Regions from separate parts of the Sus scrofa genome. Here region 1 is linked to region 2. Evidence: chromatin contacts called from public HiChIP or PLAC-seq data. All regions are on one chromosome and are shown on one strand. Each heading gives the region's core, a stretch centred on a gene start, on an enhancer-like site or on the middle of the called end of the contact. The rest is flanking DNA. Distances are from core to core; before and after follow the strand shown.

The links. HiChIP or PLAC-seq counts read pairs in DNA pulled down with a chosen protein or histone mark.
Region 1: an H3K27ac HiChIP or PLAC-seq map of alveolar macrophages shows a contact between it and region 2. The contact joins the promoter of CTNNB1 here to the promoter of RPL14 in region 2. A contact is called at or near these places in 1 of 47 Hi-C or Micro-C datasets (liver) and 2 of 2 datasets of contacts at active chromatin or transcription factors (alveolar macrophages and skeletal muscle).

What each region holds. Positions count from the first base shown.
Region 1 is chr13:25,161,747-25,167,869 of Sscrofa11.1, forward strand. It overlaps CTNNB1 (catenin beta 1), which reads left to right and starts at 2,549. Exons shown (of 16, transcript NM_214367.1): 1 at 2,549-2,696. It overlaps LOC106505576 (basic proline-rich protein-like), which reads right to left. Exons shown (of 4, transcript XM_021069211.1): 2 at 2,721-3,141; 3 at 227-328; 4 at 1-130. The coding sequence ends at 101.
Region 2 is chr13:24,691,031-24,697,848 of Sscrofa11.1, forward strand. It overlaps RPL14 (ribosomal protein L14), which reads left to right and starts at 4,179. Exons shown (of 6, transcript NM_001097478.1): 1 at 4,179-4,197; 2 at 4,687-4,788; 3 at 5,387-5,481. The coding sequence starts at 4,195. It overlaps LOC110256427 (a long non-coding RNA gene), which reads right to left and starts at 732. Exons shown (of 6, transcript XR_002337915.1): 1 at 69-732.

The DNA.
Region 1 (6,123 bases), core at 1,299-3,798, 470 kb after region 2:
GTAATGCTTTCACTGTTAAGCCAGCTGGAGACACTTTTGGTTTCTAGGAACACAGCCTGAAATTTAGAACCATTTGTCTTCTGCAGTTTCACAAAATGGATTAATATATGTCAAACCCAAATGGCTGGATCTAGAAGGTAAAAAAAGATAACCAAGTGTTTTTTCATGAAATGTATTGGCCAAAGTCAATTCTTAAAAATCATTTTCACAAAATCACTTATTTTACCAACTCATCAGGAATGCTTGTATTTCTTGTTGGTTTACTATCTGTCTTCATTGCAGCGAAGCTATTCATTTCATATTTTTGGTGAGGCAATTGGAGCAAATTCTGGTTTTGGGGAGAAGCAAATAAAAATTCTGAGCAATCTGTTAAATTTAACTAATTTGTCTTAATTTAACTAGTCACCCAGTAATTCTTTAGTATATTTCAAATTTGAAGGGAAAAATAGCTTGCTGCACTATTGCAAATTTTTCATTTCCTTTATGAACATGTTTGCTTAAAGTATGACTAGAGACTTTAAATATTAATTATAAATTTAGATTGAGATATCTAAATTGAAAAAATGCTTCAATTATTTTGGCATCCAATAGAGAAATGTAAATATAGAAGAGTTTTTATCCTTTAGATGTTCTAATAGTACAAATATTTCTTAACCAGTTTTAACGGTGTGTCTTATTCAGCAAAACAAAAACAAAACTGAACATAGAAAAAGGAAACATCTATAAAAATTAATATTTATTAGTCATCTGATTTTAAATATATGACTTTAATCAAATCAAATATATATTCTTTAACTCTATATGAACATTAATATTGGGGATCAGTACCGGAAAAATGCCGTTTACACTTTTGAGTTCATATTCAAAACACTGCTTTGATGAAGTATCTTTTTCTGTTCAGTCTGTTCAAATTATGACCATTCGGTTTAACCATCCGCTACAGTTAATTCTACAGAATTACTAGCAAAGACACAAATGAGAAAGTCATTCTAGACAATGGATCTCACGGAACATCATCTTAGTGTGCAGACTTTTTCCACTGCAGGGGCCCATGCTATGGTGATAGATAACAGTTTAACATTACCTCGGTGTGTAGTAAAATATCTTTAAGATGGGGGAAAATTGAATTACTTCAGGAACATGTTGGCCCTGTTTAGCATTAGCTATGCCTAAAAACTATATAGCCTACTCCATGAGTGAATGAGTAAATAGGTTTCCTGTCTGTACCTATGCATAAAGACCTATTGTTTGCATGCATTAATTACAGGGATAAAAGCCTGAAGATAACTTTCACTGTTGCTTTTTGTATGCTCTTCATTGTTTTGAAGGAAAAATAAGCATACAATAGACTAGACAAAGTGAATGGATCATAATTTTTTCATCTTTGACAAATGCCAATCTTGCTGGATTACAATGGAGACATTTCGAAGGGAAACGAAGACCCAGCTTCAGCCTATTAGGACGAATTAGAAAATGTTTTTAAGAATAGAAAATTCGTTTTTAAAAATTAGAAGCTGCCTGATAGCTCCTTCCATAAACAACAACTTGGATTTCTCAACTAAGTAATATCTATACATGAACTTCCTCCGAGGAAAAATCCTCCCCCAACAAATTTATTGATACTTAGTAAAGTGGAACCAGATAAAATTGAAATCTGTAAGAATTAACCTAGTTGACAGGGCTCTAGAGCTAGTCCATTTCTATCAGTCATTTGTTCACAGTAGGGACTAAGGACTTGTTGAATTGCGGGCTAGGCGCCCGTTCTAACACGAGTTCAGTCTTTGGGATTGGGTTAACAGGAGGCTCGGCCCGGTACTTCACTTCCAGATTCAAGCCGGTAGGGATGCGGAATCTACGATTCAGACCGTGGAGGTAATGTGCGGCTCGGCTAGGAGCCAAGTCCTGCAGAGAGCTTGGGGCCCAGACCGCAAAGACGGCGAAAGCACGATCGCGCCGGGGTCCCTCGACTTGCATAGGGGCAGCAGCAGCGCCCGGCAGCGCCGGGAGCGGGCGGGCCCCGACCTCAGCACTGCGGTTGGCCCGGTCCCGAACTTCCGCCCTCCTGGGACCTGTGCCGCTCGGCCTCGTAGGGCCGGGGTCCGGGTGCCGCCTCCCACGGGCAGCAAGCGGCCAGTCCAGCGTCCGCTCTCTTGGCACTGGACGAGTGAGAGCCGGGGGGCTTCGGGATCCCGATAGTGGAGAATTTCGGGGTCGCCCTCCCCCAGCCCATCCCGGCCCGCGGGTGCCCTGGCCGCCCCATCTCGGCCGACAGCGCCTTGGCGGATCTGTCCTGCGGTCCCGCGCGGCCCGGCAGCCGCCGGCCTCTAACCCCCGGGAGCGCCCGAAGAGCTCGCAAGCGCCCCGCCCCAGCCCGAGGCGGGCGGCTCGGCGGAGCGGGGACTACTTTCCGCCGCCCGCCCGCGCCCCGCCCCTTGTCCTCGCGCGGCGGAACGCTCCGCGCTGCGCCGCTGGCGGCAGGATACAGCGGATTCTGCGCGACTTATAAGAGCTCCTTGTGCGGCGCCATTTTAAGCCTCTCGGTCTGTGGCAGCCGCGTTAACCCGGCTCCGGGAGCTGAGAGCGAGGGGAGGCGGAGACGGAGGAAGGTCCGAGGAGCAGCTCCGGTCTCCGCCGAGCCGCCACCGCAGGCCGAGGACGGTCGGACTCCCGCGGCGGGAGGAGCCTGTTCCCCTGAGGTGCTTGGGTGCTCCTTTCCTTACCCTTCCGGGGCTGCTCCCGCTCCTCTTCGGAGCCAAACTTCGTCGCGGGCGCGCGGTCCCGGCGGCGGCTGGAAGCCGGGCCCGGTGCAGCCCGGAGGGCCGGGGTGGGGAGCTGGGGGCTGACTGGGGGCGCCGGGGAGGCGGCGGGGGCGGGCCCGGCCCGAGGGGCGGAGGGCGGCGGCCGGGCCCGGGTTCCGGTCGCGCGGCTCTTTGGGGGCCCCGGGTTTGCCGCTTGCGGGGAGGGGGCGCCGCGAGGGCGCGTTCGGGAGCTCCGTTGTCTGGCGGGGGATAGTAGGGGGGTCTGTGGTTTCCGTCCCGGGCTCCGGCCGCGGCCGAGTTTGGGGGAGGGACCCTGCGCCTCTGGATGCGCCGGGGCCGGGGTGGGGGGCGGGGTGGGGACGGGGGACTCCGCCTTCCGGGCCTTCAAGGGGAGTTGGGGTACAGGCGCTGGGCCTGGGACCCGAGGTCCCATCTGCCATGAGGAGAGGACCAGTAGACTTTCTCTTCAGAGTCCCTCTTTCGTGCTTAAGGACGAATTAAGAGAATCGTTAGTATTATTTTAATGCTCTGCTGGTGTGTTTGGTTTTGGCTCCTGTTTAAATCGGAGCAACTTTAAACCGTAGAGGATCCAAACTATTATTGCAGACGGAGCGATGCTCCAGGAGGAGTTGCACAAATAAAATCCATATCTAGCACCTTTATTTTCTTGTACGGTGCAGGTGAGTGAAAGCAGTGTGCAAGGAAGGTCCTGGGAAAAATAAGGGCGAGGGCGACTGGCTTACTGTCTCTTACCAAGTGACCCGCCGGACTCAGCCTCTGACTGCTTCGAGAATTTTGTTCGTGGAAATTCTTTATTTAGATAATTTCATGCCAGCTAAACTTGATTTTGAGAGCACTTTCCAGCGAGATGAATTTTTCCCTCGCTACGAAATTGCCCGAAGGAAATTCAAGCGTTGCAACTTCGTTCCGTGTTTTGTCTGGGGCGAGGACTTGGAATGCAGTTTCGAAGTTCAGTTCTCAAAGCCCGCTACTGGATCCGCTAAACTTGAAAGCTTTGGCAGTTGGGTGTAGTTGATTCCTTCGTTTTCAGTTCCCTGTTGGAGGGAGCATTGTCTCCTACTTTGTATCTTCCAGACATCTGTGGTCTCCCCTCCCCCCCGAGTTTGTGAGTGGTGAATGAGGAGACTGGCCTGCTGGTATGCAGAGGTCCGCAAAAGGAAATCGAGGAGTGGTTTTAGTGAAACGAGAGCTTTGTGTCGTGAATAGTGGTGGCTTAGACTAGACAGCAACTTGAAGCGACGGCTAGCCTTTGATAAAGTCTGGACTGATGTTTTTCAGATCGCTGAGTTATAAAGTATTTTGTCTGGAACTTAGGAAGCCATTTCGTTATTGTCCCTTGGTGTGCATTCAGTACCTTCAGCTATCTTCACCTTAACTTGTCTTCAGAAATGTTGGACATAGCTTGAAATATTATTTACCATAATGCTACTGTTTAGTATCTGCTTAAATCAGTGACAAAAACATACTTTGGAGGGTTTTTTGTGGGTTTTTTTTTTTTTTTTTTTTTTTTTGTCTGAACTAAGGCGATGGCTGCATTTATTTTACTTTTACATTTAAACCCACAAAATCTCTGGGTTAAAAAAAAAAGTGCCATTAACGTTTGAGAATATCCTTGCACAAAATTTGATTAATTTGCACCCAATATTCATTACTTTGACCTAGTCTTTGTTCTAAAGGCCATGTACAAGGCCCTAAAGTGATTGCAACAGTAACTCGAAAAACTTGCAGAAGACTCTTCTATAGGATTAAAGGAATGCTGAGACTATTCAAGTCTAAGGTCCTTGAGGGGGAAATAAAAAAACTAAACTAGAAAGTTTAGTATAGCATGTAGCTTAGAGCCCTTGTGGAGTTCTAGGCTTAGATTTTTCCATAGGCTAGAATAATCATTTAAGATAGCTTTCAGGAAAAACCAATTTTTAAAAATAAAGTGGCAAAAAAAAGGACAAAAAAGAAACATTTAGCAGTGTTCAAGTGTCAATAGGTATTCAAGAGTTTTCTTTTGAAACGTTATCCGACTACTTCCTCTACCAAGATAATTATGTAGAAAAGTATGGATCCCAGTATTAAAACATAAGCTGAATTGAACTTCCTACTGTTGCCAGTGATGACTGGAATAAAAATTATCCATGTAAGTGAAGTAGTGTATTTTTGTTTTCATAGATACTTCCCTCCTCCACCCCCCCCCATAGGAAGGAAAACATGAATTAGGCATATTTCTCTAAGGGTATTTTGAGATTTGGTCTTTCAGGAAAACTATCTGCAAATACTGTTTTTTTTTATTGGGAGGGGTGAAAAGAGGAGCAGAAGTATTATTAAAACTGGGGATGTGGAGAATTCAAAAGTTTGATTCTCTGTCATTAAAAGTAGCAGTGAGATTAAAACCCTAGATATGGACTATATAAGTATCTTCAGCCAGTGAAACTTGTGTTATTGAAATAATACATCTATCCAGTTACAATAGGATTTTGTTTCTCTCTTCATGATTTACTAGTTACTGATAATAATTGTAGAGGAGTAGGTGGTAAATTTTAAGTTTGTACTTTGAGCTAGGGTGGAAGCATGCTTGATTGCCAACCCAGGACAAAAAAGGATGAATGCATTTAGAGCAGGGCACCTTCTAATAAAAAGTATTGGCAACTCTTTAGTGCTCCAAATTATTGACTTGTGTGACAGTGGTTGTGAAAACATTAATTGGTTAACTTAGTTGTATTCTTTTAAAAAAAGTTATTGAGAAAACTTAGTCGTATGCTCATAGCCTGCTTTTTTACTGGAAATATGGTATCTTTTTGTTGAAACAGCTGACTAAAAACCTTTTTATACCATACAAATAAATAGTAAAACATAGACTGTGAGCTATTTTCTCATTAGTATAGAGCATTTAGCTATGGCTTCTTGTACCCTCATTGAGAGGATACTGATTTGCAGAATCAGTTCTGATTCTCTAACAGACTTTTGCTTATGTAATACTGTTCTAATCATGATGTAATAGATAACTAGACTAATAGGCTAAAATAAATGTATACTTCTTAAGTTGCACAGAAGGAAAATATGTGATTTTTGTTGCTTGCAGATGATTAGTAGTTAACTTGTGTACTTTTTCATTGCTTAAACTCTGGAGAAAGTTCTTTTATTTCCTCTGTTTACTTAAGAATGCTGCTTTTGTGTTTTATGCAAGTCTGAGCTTGACTGAATTTGAAATCCAGGTCTTTCTGTTGAGTTCTGAATCCTGCTGTTCTTGAAGTGTGTATTTAATGTGCTTTCTCCCTAACGAAAAAGTCACTCTAGGAACCCTTTTTAGGGTTTAACTATCTTTTTAAATTTGTTAATTGTGGGCATCTCTTTC
Region 2 (6,818 bases), core at 2,929-5,428:
CATTTTCATGTTCCTTGACTACCTGGTTTTTGTTGCAAAGCTCCTAAATACCCTCATTCCTCCCTTACCTCTTTGGAGTAGTCCTTCAGAGCAACCTGAAAGACTGTCTTCAGGTTTAAGTCCGCAGAGAGTCACCAAATGAAACATAATTCTCAACTTTTAGGTTGTGCATTTTTTCAGTTTCATTCCTAAATATATCATGCCAGACTGCCATTTCAGTTCCATCATAACTGGGATTGGTTCACATCTCAGAAACTTTACAGAAACAAGAAAGGTTATCAGAGCTCTGGGTAGCTTTTGCTTCACTTCTTTAAAACGTTTAGATGTCTTTCTCTTTTGGGGAGCCAGCAAACATTCCCTCTGCCAAACTGACAAGTATACTGGGGTCCAGCGGTATAGGTGGACAGCTATGGCTACGATGACACCCGCAAGGATTCCGGAAACTGCAGGGAACGGGGCGAGCTGCTGCCGACCGCGGCATTCCCGACCGGCCTGGACCCAGGACCAGCGATACCCTCTGCCAGGCGGCTCTAGGCGGAAACCCGAAGCGCCTTGCCCCTCACTTTCATTTCTGCCACAGACAGGCGCCATGGGAACGCAGTTTCCAAGACCGCTCACGCGAAAGGCCAAAAAAGAGAGATAAAATGTTTTGCGGCGGGCCGAAATTTTTGTCACAAGCGTGGACCTCGGCCCGCCCCTTCCTCTCAATGATTGGACGAGCGGTAGTGGCAAACAAGGTCCTAGCTCCGCAGGGAGAGCCAGAGCAAATAACCGGACGGGGCCAGGACGCCATTTTGGATACTGGCGTCGCCCCAGTTTCCCTTCCTCTCGGTGATTGGTCGAGTCGGTAGCTCGTTCCGGAAGGGGTGGGGCCAGCCAACAAAACTGGGCATCTACTTCGGTTGCTTCGTGTTTGAACCCTGTAGCTGCTGGTGATTTTGCTCATTCCTGGACCCCCTGGAGGTCGCAAGGTAGAGAAGGATGCTTGGAGAGTTATCTTGCCATCATAATGGAGCTTTGAGGCAATCCGAAAATAGTCCAGGGCTTCTTGAGAAGGCATCTTAGGGTGCCTGTTCAAGTATGCTGTAATATTTCAGGGAGGAAGATGGGGGAGCACATTCTGGAAAGAGGGGCCGACTTGCATGAAAAGACACGAGACTTTTAGCTGTAGGGGAATTAGGGGTGAGGGGTGCAGAATGGCCAGAGAGAAAAAAAGCTAGGAAAGGGTTGGGGTGAAGTTATGGAGGGCCTTGAATGGCTGGAGAGTTTAGACTTTATTCTTCTGTAGGCTATGTGATTAAAATGAACTTTTGGAGGACTTTAAACAATTGTGACATAATTATTTAGTGAACTTTAGAAAAATAACTCTGTAACTGGAAAATCCCAGTCTTTCCCAAAGTGTGTTCACTGAACCACTTGGGGAGCTTGTGAATTAAATGCAGATTCTTGCTCCTCTGCAGACCTGCAAATCAGATTCTCTGGTTGTAGAGCCAGAAAACATACATTTGGGGAAAAGAAATGCACAAATCATAGAGGGAGAGATTTGAATGTTCACAAGCTGAACACATATATAATCAACACCCAGATGAAGAAACTAGCACCAGCAGCTCAGAAACCCCTCTTTCTCCCTCTAGCCACTGCTGCCCGCACCAGGCCTAGTGGTGACTATTACTTTTTCTTTTAAAGGCTCAGCTGGGGTCTATGTCACAGCCACAGCAACACCGGATCCAAGCCACATCTGCTCCATTTACTCTAAGTAACTGTAGAAAGCCACAGGGGTTATTTTTAAAAGGAAGTGATGTGATCTGACTTACTTTTTAAAAAGATCCCTGTCTGATGAGCAGAGAATACAGTAAATGGGGCAATGGAGAAGCAGGTCACTTAGGAGGCTGCTAGAACCATCCTGGGAAGATAAACTGCCAGAGAGCTTAGAGAAAAGGAGTGTCAGTACACTTAATCAAGTGATGAAAATTAACGCTGCCATATTGGGACAAAGAGATAGCCTGTGGGTGTTCTGATGTAATGCATCAAGGTCACAAGTTTTTTTTGTGCAAAAAAGGCATAATCTGAATCTAATCAACAAATCCATATTAAGAGAACTTCTACAAAATGACTAGACTGGCTTGGGATAGACCAGGAATGATGGAAGATAATATAAGAAGGCGAACGTATATATATATGACTGGATCACTTTGCTGTACTGCAGAAATTGGCACAACATTGTAAGTCAAATATACTCTAATAAAAAAAGAAAAAAAGAAACCAACTAGACCGGGAGTTCCCTTGTGGCACAGTGGGTTAAGGCTCTGGAGTTGTCACTGCAGCAGTTTGGGTTGCTGCTGTGGCATGTGTTCCATCCGTGGTCCAGGAACTTCCACATGTTGGGCATGGCCAAAAAAAACCCCCAAAAAACAAGACTGTATTTTATTTTAACTTATTGCATTAGGCACATTTATCATATTAAATGACTTCAATTAATATCTAAAAGGGTGAGATGCATTAATAATTATGAATAGTGATCATAATAGACACATAACTAAAGTAACCAATAAACACAATCCTAAGAACAAAATAGGTGGGCTCTTGGAGTTCCTGCTGTGGTGTAGTGGGTTGAGGATCCAGTGCTGCTACAGCTGCAGCATAGATTGCAGCTATGGCTCAGATTCAATCCCTGGCTCAGGAACTTCCATATTAAATGCAGCCAAAAAAAGGGGAAAAAAAAAAAGTCAGGACAGTTGGGCTCTGAACTTCCTCAAAGTTTCCTTCTTTTGCTTTATTTAATCAATTAAACAATTTACAATTATTACCATACTTAAGTATTTCATGGTGAGTCAGTTGGTAGTATTAAAAGTAAGCTATTCAAAGAAGGAAGAAAAGAGATGAGGTTGCCAGGAATGGAAGATTATAAATCAGGTCCTAATTTTAGATATTCTCTGCTTTTGGTTCTGATTCCACCCTCACAGATATACAGAGCAGAACCAAAAATGGGAGAAAACATTTTAAGCAATCTTTTTTTTTTTTTCTTCCAGTCTATTCACCCTTAATTAGAGAATCACTGAACTAGACCCAGTACTACTAGGTATAAAATAAACTACAAAGGTACTTACTACAACAACTTTTTTACTTAAAAATTTTTTGGCCAGTCAGGAGGCAGGAGGAAGTTTCCCTGTCAGGGATCAAACCGTGCCACAGTAGTGACAAACCAGACACTGGCCACCTGGAAACTCCCGTATAAGCCTATATTTTTATTTATTTATTTAAATTTTTTTATTTTTATTTTTTATCTTTTTATGGCCCCACCCACAGCATATGGAGGTTCCCTGACTAGGGGTCGAATGGGAGCTACAGCTGCTGGCCTATGCCACAGCCACTCTGGATCTGAGCCACCTGCGCAACCTATACCACAGCTCACAGCAACGCCAGATCCTTAACCCACTGATCAAGGCTAGGGATCAAACCTGCATCCTCATGGATCCTAGTCAGGTTCGTTAACCGCTGAGCCAGGAAGGGAACTCCTCAAACATTATACCAACTATATAAAACAATGTCATTGTTTTTAGGATACAGCACAATTAGAATAAATCTTTCTTTATCTCACAATTAGAGATAAAGAAATATCGTGTGTACAGTTTCCTTTCAAATGTTCAGAAAAGAATGATAAAGCAACTTTAGTGTTACATTTGGAGAGGGTAAGAAATGTTTTGGGAATTGTGCTAGTTTCGCAACTTTTCCGTAGATCTGAATTATTTTAAAACGGAAAGTTAATAAAATTACGGGGGTCACTTAGAAAAAACTACTACTAACTAGGCCATTAGTAATAGACAAAAATCGGGAGAGTACTGAGTAGTGGAAGGAAAGAGAAAAACGTTAAAAGAGGAGGTTGAAAGGATGCAGAGTCACAATGGGAAGCATATCTTCTGTATTCTTCTTTACCCTGAAGTTCTAGAAGACGACTTTCCTGTAGATCTTCTGTGGTACCAACTGAGGCAATCCTACCCCTCACGTTTGCAAAAGACCGGGTCGGCTCTGCTGAGCTCCGCCACGTTTTCCCAGTGACCCTGCGTGTGCGTACGTGCGTACGTTCCGACCAATCGGTGCACACATCGGCGTCTTGTTCACCGTAGGGGCGGGGCGGCCTGCTACACATGCGCACGGTCGGGCAGGCCTTCTTCCTTCTCGCCGAACGCCGCCAACATGGTGAGTATCGCTGGCGCGGGCTCCGGGTCTGCTGGTCATACAGCCTCAGCCCCGCCTGGGCTGGGAAGCGGAGGCGCGGAACGGTGCCTTGCGGGTTTTAGGTAGCGAGCGGTGAGGGTCCCAGGGCGGACGGAACTCGCAGTTTGGAAGCTTTCCGGGTGTGCGACCGACGAGCGCGTGGAGGGCCCGGCAGGCCCTGCGCCTTTTGGGACACGCGTGCGCTCTTCGGCCGACTGAGCTGGACCTCTGGGGCGGCTGGGATCCTGGCTAGGGCAGGCATTTGGGCCTTGCAGACCCCATAGACCTGGCTTTTGCCGTCACTCCTGCGGATTTTGTCCATCCAGGACTACCGTAGCGTTTGGGTGTGTTCCCCCTCACCATTCTTTCTCGCGGTTCTTAGCCATGTTGCCTTTCAAAGCGGTAAAGCTTTGCAAACCAGAGAGTATTTTTAGTCGATCTGCTGTTCCTTTTCCCACTTCTCAATTTTAGGTGTTCAGGCGCTTCGTGGAGGTTGGCCGAGTGGCCTACGTCTCCTTTGGACCTCATGCCGGCAAGCTGGTCGCAATTGTAGATGTTATTGATCAGAACAGGGTAAGTGTAAAGAAAAGTGTCGCGACTTCATATGGCAATGGATGGTATGCAGTGTAGATTATAATGGTAATTGTCCCAATAGCCCACTGAGGTAGGAATATTACGGGTGGTAATTGCGTTTTATAAAAAAGGAAACAATGCAAATAGGGGTTAGGAGCACATACTGGAATTGGCAAGTACTAAGGCATTTTGAGTATTATTTCTGCTCCTTAAACCAGCCAGAGTTTTTAACTAATTATATGCTAAAACATTGGTGATGCTTAAATTAGTTGTTATATGTAATGCGAGTTTAGAACAAAGTTAAGCACATAGGAAGAGCTTTGTTTGCTGTTGTCAGTATTTGAGAATCATATATTAAGGGATTGACCAGAAGCTGAATGATCATGGAGTTGCTGGGAACGTGCAAGGATTAAAAACTTAAAATTGTATGTAGGGTTATATGCTGTACTACAATTGCTGATAGTTTTATTTATTTGTGAAAAGCACTTAAATAGTAAGGATGTGATGATTCTGAAAGGATTAGTGATACACAAAATGTTTGCATTTTGAATGCTGGTAACAGTTTTACACTGATGTCCTTGGTCTTATGTATTTTTAGGCTTTAGTGGATGGACCTTGCACTCAAGTAAGGAGACAGGCTATGCCTTTCAAATGCATGCAGCTCACCGACTTCATCCTCAAGTTCCCACACAGGTAACTGTCCACCAACCATCACCCCTACCCTTGTTTAATTAATACTAGTAAAAGTTTGCTTGGCTTAATCCAAAGAAATGTTTTTGCTGTTTTGTTGTTTTTCTCTTGAGAATATATTTAGCAGTGTGAGAGAAAAATTTAGAGGAGAGATTTACAGTGTAGATGTAGACAGGCATTTTTAAAATGTCCTGTGATCTGGTAGTTCAGTGGCTCTTCTTTTATCCAGATTTCCCATCCTTTTTCTTTGTCTCCCTTTTAGGATTTACACCACAAAGAACTCCCCACAGAATTCTGGTTTCATGACATATTTTGTTCAATTCAGCTTCAAAACAAAATACTAATATTTGTCTCTTCAAGTGCAATCATCAGTCGAGTTCTTTAGTATGTGCCAGTTGTTAAATATTTAAAATGTTTAAGGTCTTCCCTTCTTGGCACAGTGGAAACAAATCCCACCACGAACCATGAGGTTGTGGATTCAATCCCTGGCCTCCTTGGTGGGTTAAGGATCCAGTGTTGCTGTGAGCTGTGGTGTAGGTCACAGACTTGACTCGGATCTGAGGTTTCTGTGGCTGTGGTGTAGGCCGGCAGCTGTAGTTACAATTGGACCCTTAGCCTGGGACCTCCGTGTTGTGGGTGCGGCCCTCAAAGGGGGGGGGGGGGGCAAAAAAATAAAATATTTAATACATTATCTTCTTATAACAGCCACTAAAGAGGTTATATTCCCAGTTACTTACTAGGAATTTAGACAGTAGTAGCATTTCATGATGTCTCAACACAGATCTTTTTTTTTCCCCCCTTGGTCATGGTGTGCAGCAGCTTGAAGTGGGGTCTCAGTTACCAGGCCAAGGATTGAACCCAGGCCGCTGCAGTGAAAGCACAGGTCCTAACCATTAGATTACAAGGGGCTATACTGAACACAAACCTTTAGGCATTAATGTGCAAAATAATGTAAGGCATACAGATTAACTTTACCTCATTCTTGATGAAAAATAAATTGCTTTCTTCTCATCCACTACTGAGGAGTGATATATATATATACACACACATACATATACACACGTAATCAGAGGTGACTTAACCCTTGAAAGTGAAATGGTTTGCACACTTTTATTAAAATTGTGTGTTTGAGATTTTAAGATGTCTTAGTGACCACAATTCAAATAATAAAGTCTGCCAGGTGGTGTTCTGTGGAGACAATTAGAGGTGGAAGTGGGGAGAAAAAAAAACGGAAGGATACTTTTCTATTTTTGTTACACCTTTTTTAACTTGAGAGGGTATAAGTGGTGCTTTTTCAGAGGACAAAAAGGTGTCCTTGGATCTTTGTGGCCTCAAATCTG